2 separate regions of the Macaca mulatta genome follow, and region 1 is linked to region 2. A link is a contact called in public Hi-C data. All regions are on one chromosome and are shown on one strand. Each heading gives the region's core, a stretch centred on a gene start, on an enhancer-like site or on the middle of the called end of the contact. The rest is flanking DNA. Distances are from core to core; before and after follow the strand shown. Region 1 has its middle 54 kb from the start of AKR1E2. Region 2 has its middle 310 kb from the start of PITRM1.

The links. A called contact is a pair of places that touch in the nucleus more often than the background predicts.
Region 1: a Hi-C map of fetal cortical plate shows a contact between it and region 2, with 2.5 times the contacts expected there. The contact joins two enhancer-like sites. A contact is called at or near these places in 2 of 14 Hi-C or Micro-C datasets (fetal cortical plate and fibroblasts).

What each region holds. Positions count from the first base shown.
Region 1 is chr9:6,374,512-6,379,161 of T2T-MMU8v2.0, reverse strand. No RefSeq gene overlaps it. Among named protein-coding and RNA genes, the nearest start is that of AKR1E2, 54 kb to the left of the region's middle. Within about 2 kb of position 3,206, at least 8 of the 40 cell types and tissues checked have an H3K27ac peak or open chromatin away from gene starts, as enhancers often do.
Region 2 is chr9:5,018,864-5,023,340 of T2T-MMU8v2.0, reverse strand. No RefSeq gene overlaps it. Among named protein-coding and RNA genes, the nearest start is that of PITRM1, 310 kb to the right of the region's middle. Within about 2 kb of position 3,175, at least 12 of the 40 cell types and tissues checked have an H3K27ac peak or open chromatin away from gene starts, as enhancers often do.

The DNA of each region.
Region 1 (4,650 bases), core at 1,957-4,456, 1.4 Mb before region 2:
AAATGAATATGTTCGGATCTATTACTTGGCTTCATATTCTGTTCATTGATCAATGTGTTTATTCCAGTTTTGAAACCATGCTTTCTTGATTACTATAAACTTTATAGCAAGTCTTGAAATTGGATGATGTGAATCTTCTAACTTCATTCTTCTTCATTAGAGGACAATTCTAGATCTTTTGCATTTCTTCATACTTTTGAATCAGGCTGGTGATATCTAAAAAATAGCTTGCTGGGTTTTGAACATGAAATATTTCTTCATTTATTTAAATCTCATTTGATTTCTTTCATCAATGTTGTAGTTTTCCACATGCAGATACTTACATATTTTGTTAGATTTGTTCTAACAAAAGAGTTCCTTCTTTTGGTGCTATAGTAAATTGTATTCTTTTTTATATTTTACATTCCAATTGTTTACTCCTAGTATACAATAATTATATATGTTAATATTGTTCCCTGTGACTGTGATATACTCATTTGTTACTTTTATATATATATATATTTTTTGAAATCTACACAGTCATTCGTGTGACAGTTTTATGTCTTCCTTTCCCATTTGTATATTTTCAATTACCCTCTTTTGTCTTTTTGTGCTAGTTAGCATTTCGGGCACAATGTCAAGTGGAATTGTATGGGAGTACATCCTTGTCGTTTCTAATCTTAAGGGAAAATCATTAAGTGTCTCACCATTAGGTATGATATTAGCTGTAGGTTTTTGGTAGATGTCTTTTTATCAAGTTGAAAGGTTCCCCTCTATTCCTAGTTTGCTGAGAATTTTTATTTTGAATGGTTTTGAGGTTCGTCAGATGCTTTTTCTGCATCTATTGATATGAGCATATGATTTTTCTTCTTAGTTTGTTGTCATGATGGATGACATTGATTGATTTTTGAATGCTGAGTCATTCTTTTGTATCCTTTACTTCAGGTATGAAGTGATCCCACTTGGTTGTAGAGTATTTTAAAAAATACATTGTTGGCTTTGACTTACTAATATTCTGTTGAGCTATAATTATAAGACATGTTGGAGTCTAGTTTATTATTTTGTAATGTTTTTAATCTGGCTTTGGTGTTAAGGTAATTCTGGCCTCATCAAATGTACTGGGAAGTATTCCTTCTGCTTCCATTTTCTGCAGTGAAGTTTATAAAGTTTAACCAAATTCTCCTTGTTTTAATGCCTAAGCATCACCCACTACTGTGCCTCACATGTCCCAGTGTGAAGTCTCTCTGAATCAATTTCTTTCTGTATTGGGGAGGTATGGTTACTAGTCTCAGATTAATGGTTGCAAATATACAGTTTGATAAAATAAATAAGACTGATAGATTAGTAGGGTGACTATAGTCTACAATAATTATCGTATATTTCAAAATATCTAAAAAAGAATAATTTCAATATTTCTAGCATAAAGAAAAGACAAATATTCAAGGTGATAGACATCCTAGTTGCACTGGTTTTATCTTTATTGATTACATGAATGCATTAAATTATCACGTGTGTCCTGAAAGTGTGTACATCTATTATACATCAGTTAGAAAACATTTAAAAACTCAGATGCCTGATCACTATTTATTCCAGCTGTCAATTGGCCCTCCTGGTTTTGAACCCCGTCAGTTCACTGCACTTGCAAAACTCAGAACCTCTCGTTTTTTATCTTTCCCCATTCTTTAGTGAAAAATCCTCTTGAGATTCAGCTTCCTTTGTTCTGCTAAGTCAGTTTCCGCCGTCCCCGTCCAAATATTTGTTAATGTCTCTCGTCCACTGCAGCCTCTCCTTTCAGTCACCTGTCTGTGAATTTATACTTCTTCTCTATCATTTCAGCAGGATTTGCGGAAGGAGCAGACATAGGCGAGCATGTGTCTAATCTACTACATTTACCCAGAGTTCCTATAATTTATTTGCTTAGAAATGTTATGAAGCTTTTACAAAATAATATGACATCCATAATGCATTATTTAATAGAGCAGAACCTTGCATTTTATGAGTTTATCGTTCATGCAAAAGTAATAGAAACCTGAAGGAGAATTGCAAGGCTTGAGGCTGAAAAACATCTAATTTATGGAATTTGAGAATTGTAGCATCCCTGGGGTAGAGTTGGGTGTTTCTCTTTGTGGCAGATCTTCTCCTTACTCTGGAATAAAATGATCTGGTGAGTATAGATTCACACATATGGTGAAGTTTCAGTATAAACTCATGCAGGATTCAGGTTGGAGCCTAGTCATTATTCTTGGTACAAAGGATTAACCCAAATACAGTTTCTTCATTTGGAGCTACTGTACATTTATTTAGAAATGGAAATTGGATATATAAACAAGGCAGTATCTTTGTACAATAGAGCATTTTACCCCTAATTTTAGATTTGAATTATTCAATGAAGAAACATGAGGCATAGGCTTTCAGGAATGTGGAGGCCATGCTACTTGTAGAAGCATGATCTCCACTCAATACTCTGAAGAAAACTCTATGGAAGGACGTGGCTTGACTACCACGTCCAACTAATGATTCGCTCTTCTTTAGAAGGTTATTTAAGAGCAGATAAATATGACTTTGGAGAAAATGGACTATTTCATTTGTGTTTTTTGGTGACCAAACCATTTTTTGAGTTTCTGCTTTCTTCTTAAGTAAATAGCTATGTTTATTGTCAATTAATGTGGAACAGGAAAGAAGGCAGGACCCAGATGTCTGCCATTGTTTTGAGAAAGGATATTGGTAGGTTTTCCCAAGCCATCTCCGCCAACCCTCCTTGACACCCTTTGTCCTGGGATCTGGCTCAGCAGGCACACTTATGGGGGGTGGCACATATTCTCAGAGGCTGGGAAGTTTATGGGGAAGAAGGGGAATGAACCCCACATCCAGAGACAGAATTACCTGAAACTTTAACATTCAGGGACTCTTGTTTGATAAATCCCTCCAAAATCTTGGGAGAGGCTTCCTCCGTGGCAATATGTTTCCTAAGTCATGTTTTATAAATGGCTGCTTTTTATAGAAATTTATTTAATGAAGAAGAATCAGATTTTCTTCTGATTCAAAGCCCCAGGAATGGATGAATCACATGCCCATTTCCGACTGTATCTGCTCTCCTTTCTTCGCTGGAACTTTCTCAGCCAAAAGCATCGTTTGGAAGAAGCAAAAACAATCTTATCTAAATGGATGTATGCAGAGAGGACTTTGTATTTACAAAGAATTTGTTTTATTTCCTGCTTCCTGTAGATGGAGCTAAATCCTTAAGCATATGTTTACATGTGCTGGAATTCCCAGGAAGGAGATCTTTGAAAGACAGTAATAATGTCTGCTGCTGAAGGCTTTTAATTCTTTTGACAATAAGTGGTGCTACGATGTGCACAATTCAGTGCTAAAGAAGGAAAGTTATTTGCAGGCAGAATCCTGTACCTGCCTCCTAGTCTCTGCAGAGAACAGAGTTTGTCCTTGAATAGAAATGGCCAGCAGTGTTACTGTTGCTGTGTTTTGTATTTTGTCTAAGGTCATATTCAACTTCTTTTTTTTCTCATAAAAAATTAAACTGTTAAACTGCCCATTATCCATTGTCCTTTTACACGGGTGTTTCCTGGTCTTGTCTGTTGCTCAGTGTGCTTGAATGACCATGTATGACAAATAGTAATGAGCTCATAGTATTTTCCTTAGTCAGTTAATAAACAGTGCATATCTTTGGAAGAAGAGACACACTTTATTACTTCCCCATATGGTTTCAAAGGGATGTGAGAACACAATGAGTCAGGCCAACAGGACACTTAAAAAAAGAAACAGAAAAAAAAAAAGATTTTAAAGAATCTTATTGTGTTTCTCCCAAGTTGCTCATAGCAACTTATTTGATTCTAGAAATAGGCAAAGAAATTTTATACCTTAATAAGAAAAGAAAAAGATAAATAATATTTCAGGGAGTTGAAATATCAATATTTATATGGAAAACAATTGTATTAAGTGAGTCCACATGTGTCTTACGTGCTTTTTAGTGTATCCAAGACAGCATTAAACACATGTTACTTCTTAAAAAAAATAAATGACCCCTAAAAAGTTTTTTAAGAGATTTTTCTACTTTTTTCCAATTAGCTTCCATTTTTGTAACTAGTACAGTAATTCACAGGCAAAGTAAAAACAAACCAGCAGGGCGCGGTGGCTCAAGCCTGTAATCCCAGCACTTTGGGAGGCCAAGGCGGGTGGAGCACGAGGTCAGGAGATCAAGACCATCCTGGCTAGCACAGTGAAACCCTGTCTCTACTAAAAATACAAAAAAAATTAACTGGGCATGGTGGTGGGCGCCTGTAGTCCCAGCTACTAGGGAGGCCGAGGCGGGAGAATGACTTGAACCCGGGAGGCAGAGCTTGCAGTGCACAGAGATCGTGCCACTGCACTCCAGCCTGGGCGACAGAGCGAGACTCCATCTCAAAAAAAAAAAAAAAAAAGGTAAAACAAACTGATTATAACATAAAATATTACTTTGAGCTATTTTGAGTATTTTTAAACTTCATAATTATTTGAAACCAGGAAGCAAGAAATGCTGGAATCAAAGTTAATTTCAGGCTCCAAATTTTTAAGCTGCGTATTAAAACCTCTCTCATCTTATGTACATTTTAAATTCTTTAAAGTTATGAAATTTTCAAAAATCAAATATATATTTTATTTGGATTATACATAAAT
Region 2 (4,477 bases), core at 1,926-4,425:
TCAAGGAGCTAGATGTATTTTCTAGATGTATAAACAAGTCTCATAAAACTCTCATTGTTTTCCATGCCTAGTAACAGTGTGAATTCACCACAGACTGAAACTCTCTGTTTGCCGCCAACAGGATTCCAGCACAATGGGTCCTGTTCTCACTCGCCAGGCCTCCCTTTCTTGACATTCTTGTTCTACCAAGCGTAAGCACAGTGAGCACACATGCCATTTCCTTATTCAGACCATCCTTCCCCCTCGCTGTCCCCAGCAAAAATGTGCTGTTGAAGATTTTCAGTGACGGTGAAGGGTTAGTAAATCTGCTTGGGCCAAGTGTATGGATGGCCTCGAAAACCCAAACACCGATTTAGTCTCGTCATGACTGCTGTGTCCTCTCTGGAGGGACCCGCTGCCCTTAGCTCAGGATTTCACACTTGCAGGTTGGAGAGAAGAAATGCCCCAAACAGAGATGCCCAGTGACTTCTGTCCACATCAAAGATAAGCCACAGCTTTAGGCAGAAAATTGTTCTCCTAGGAGTGGTGGGTCCAAGGCTATGAGAAAAAAATGCTACTTTTCAATGACAAATGGATGTTAAATGCGGTAAATTACTGTAGCACAAAATGTTGCTGTGTCTCTTGGGAGGGACATGGCGGCTTTGATATCCACAGAAGGATGGTCTGTGCAGATGCAGGCCGGGGTCAGCTCCTGACCTCCTCACACCTCACTACAGTTTCAAGAGACGGCGGGGAGCCTAGCCGCTGAGATACTTTTGGATTCAAAAAAAAGTGACCAAGAAAGTAACCAAAAAAGTTTTGATCAGCAAAGAGAGACTTTGTTGAAAATCCATTTGAAGAGGGGGAAGTCGCAGCATGGGACGTCCGATGTAGCATGAATAACAGAGAGAATAGAGGAGGAAGTGCTGGGAGAAATCTGGACTCTTCCCAAGAAAGGGTTTCTATAGAGGGGGCCCGGCTTCTCTCTGTCGGAGGCCTCTCGGGACAGCGTCAGGGGGTTAAGAAAGGGCTTCTATAGAGGGGCCCTGCTTCTCTCAGGCCTCTCAGGACAGCGTCAGGGTGTTTTGAAGTCGGTCCTAAGATACGAGATTGTCAAAAAGGCATGTGTCAATTATTCTGTGGTTTTTGACTACACACACACACACACACACACACACACACACACGCACACACAGAAACTCCGAAAATATTTTATGGTGTTTCTTAGTAAAAAATAAATTAGAAAATCCCCCCCCCAACCTTTTTTTTTTTTGGAGACAAAGCGTGTTGCCCAGGCTAGAGTGCGGTGGTGCGATCTCGGCTCACTGCAACCTCCGCCTCCCAGGTTCAAGTGATTCTTCTGCCTCAGATTCCCAAGTAGCTTGGATTACAGATGCTTGCCACCCTGCCCAGCTAATTTTTGTATTTTTAGTAGAGACTGGGTTTCACCATGTTGGCCAGGCTCGTCTGGAACTCCTGAACTCAGGTGATCCACCCACCTCAGCCTCCCAAAGTGCTGGGATTACAAGAGGGAGCTACCACACCTAGCCAAAAATTCCCTTTTGAAACTCAGTGCATAGTTCGTACCGGGAAAATAAAAGTAATGCTAGGTTCCACTGCCTGCTGCTCTTGAGATGCTGAAGTCTTGTTGTGGGGCTGAGCACGGGGCCTCTCTCTCTTGCCCTTTGCTCCCAGGAGGCATGAGCTCATCCAGGGAAAACTCCCCACATGTGGTTGGGACCCTGTCCTGGGTATGGCGATGGCTACTGTTGCTTTCCAACACCACCTGGCAATAGTCATCCGGTTCTCTCTCCCCGGATAAAGTTCAGTGACACGTAGCACACCCGGCCTTCATCAATTTCTCAGGAAGATGATATGGTTAAGCCCGTGTGATACATTCCTATGGATGCTGGAGTTTTAGTGTTCTTGATTTTGAAGCTAAAAGCAGTCACCCTTAGAAGGGATTGTTCTCGTGTCTTTGTTGACATAACAGCAAATAGGAAAACACAGGTACCTATTAACACGGGGCCAGCAACACACAGCCCACTGCCGATATACCGGAGTCCCACATCAGCGGATTCAACCAACCGCAGATGGAACAAACAATACAAAATAACATGGCCTGGGGCGATGACTCACATCTGTAATCCCAGCACTTTGGGATGCAAAGGGAGGTGGATCACTTGACGTCAGGAGTTTGACACCAGCCTGGCCAATATGGTAAAACCCTGTCTCTACTAAAAGTACAAAAATTAACCTGGCATGGTTGTGCATGCCTGTAGTCCCAGCTACTTGGGAGGCTGAGGCTCAAGAATTGCTTGAACACAGGAGGCAGAAGCTGTAGTAAGCTGAGATAGCACCGCTGCACTCCAGCCTGGGTGACAGAGTGAGACTGCATCTCAAAAAAAGAAAAAAAGACAATAACAATAATACAAACAAAAAACACAGCACAACAACTATTTCAATGGCATTTATATTGTATTAGATATCCATAAGGATTCTAGAGATGATTTAAAGCAAATGGGAGGATGTATGTCGGTTATAGGCAAACACTACACCATTTTGTAGATTTCGGTAGTCACTGATGTTGTGGGGAGGGTGTGCTGGAGTCAGTTCCCCAGGGATACCGAGGATGACTGCATTCAAGCTGAAACTTGGCCTACGCTTGGGAAAATGTCCAGTTTTCAAGGTGGTACCTTCAGCTGTTTCACAGGAAAGATCAACTTGGGCTTTTCCTCTGGGAGCCAGACACAAAGCAGTGTCTCCTTCAGGTTCACTGCTACAGAAAACCTGCACATCTTTTCCCTCAATAATTGAGGTGTTGGTGTTCCTTCTCCTTCTCTGGCCACATTTTGCTCTAACTCAAATTCCTCAAATAAGAGTGAGATAGCACACACTGGGAAAAATCCAACTCTCAGTAGAGTTCGAGGCCTGGCAGCGTCAGTGGCGGGCATGTCCAAGCCTCTCCCTGTTGGAGCTGATTCTGTTCAAGACAGGGAGCAGCTGATGCTTTGGGGAACTGAAGTGGGCGCCCCCCCACACACACCATCTCTACTCCCACCCGCTCTCAGACCCGAATGGGAACAGCTGTTTCAGCAAGACTCTGAAATATTAGACTTCGCTGCGGTTTAGTCCTGTCCTAGAGTCTGCAGAACTTTTTTGGCTGTTTGCAAGGGCGTAATGAGTCATGCATTTCACAAGCATTTTCTAAAAAGGGGAAACGCCTCCCTATTTGAAATAAGATTCTCCTATGAAAAGAAACTGTGTCAAAAACACCAAAGGACTAATCCACGCACTGTGTAACTTTCATTCCCTCTGCTTGAGTCTCTGCTGAAGACCGGTTTTAACTGTTAGAAGCCTGAAACCCAATCCTGTTATAAATCAAGAAGCCAAATTCCCTTTGGGCTTACGTCGGAGCAAACAAATCAGTGCTTCCTCTAATACTAAAGATTAGGTCACAGGCCAGAGGAAACCTAACCTGCTTTGTGGGTTTACAGCTGAAAGTGCTGTGCAGAAGAAAGAGAGACAGAGGGAGAGAGAGAAGAAAGAAGGAAGGAAGGAAGGAAGGAAGGAAGGAAGGAAGGAAGGAAGGAAGGAAGGAAGGAAGGAAGGAAGGAAGGGAGGGAAAGAAAGAGAAGAAAGAGAAAGAAAGAGAAAGAGAGAGAGAAGAAAGAGAAAGAGAGAGAGAAGAAAGAAAGAGAAAGACAGAAAGACAGAAAGAAGAAAGAAGAAAGAAAGAAGGAAAGAAAGAAAGAAAAAGAGACAAAGAGAAAAAGAAAGAAAGAAAGAAAAAAAATTCTTGGCCTAACCCTTGACCGAATGTGAAATGCATGTCATAGGTGGATGGAATGTCGTTCTCCTCCTTGAAATCATCATTTTTAGCAACAGATTCATAACACAGTCACTTTTCCATAACAGCATCTCCACGTTCTTTTGATCCTTAATAACCATCCCAGGCACCAAAGCAACTGTCAGTTTCTATCATGAGCACTTTCCTGATACCTTAAAAATTTTCAGAGTCTGGGCTCGTAATTTCTCTTTATGTCCCTGTAAACCCCACATCAATCTCTACTTCCCTGCCCTTTCATCCAACTGAGGCTGAGAACTTTCTCCCCAAAGAAAGAAAAGCCAGGCATTCAGAGTCAGATGTGGTGTGGACTGTTTCTGGTTAGATGACTCAGGCCATTTTTGTGGATTTCCCAAGATGCTTTCTGAAATTCTGTTGAAAAATATCTTGTGGGATCTGGTAACAAATTAAACAAAAGACAAACCACCAAGTGCTTGCCTGTTTGAATAGGCCAACCACAAAATACTCTGATTCACGGTGACCTATCACGGGGGAGAAGCAGCTCTGGCTCATCAGTTAAATTCTAACTTCCACAAACCCCAGCTCCCTGGATTCCTTTCTGAGGCTTAATGAAAGATAGAGGGGAGTTGGCTGCCTTTCAAATAATTCTAAGGCTCATGACACCAAGATACTTTTTAAGGTTTCAGAAAA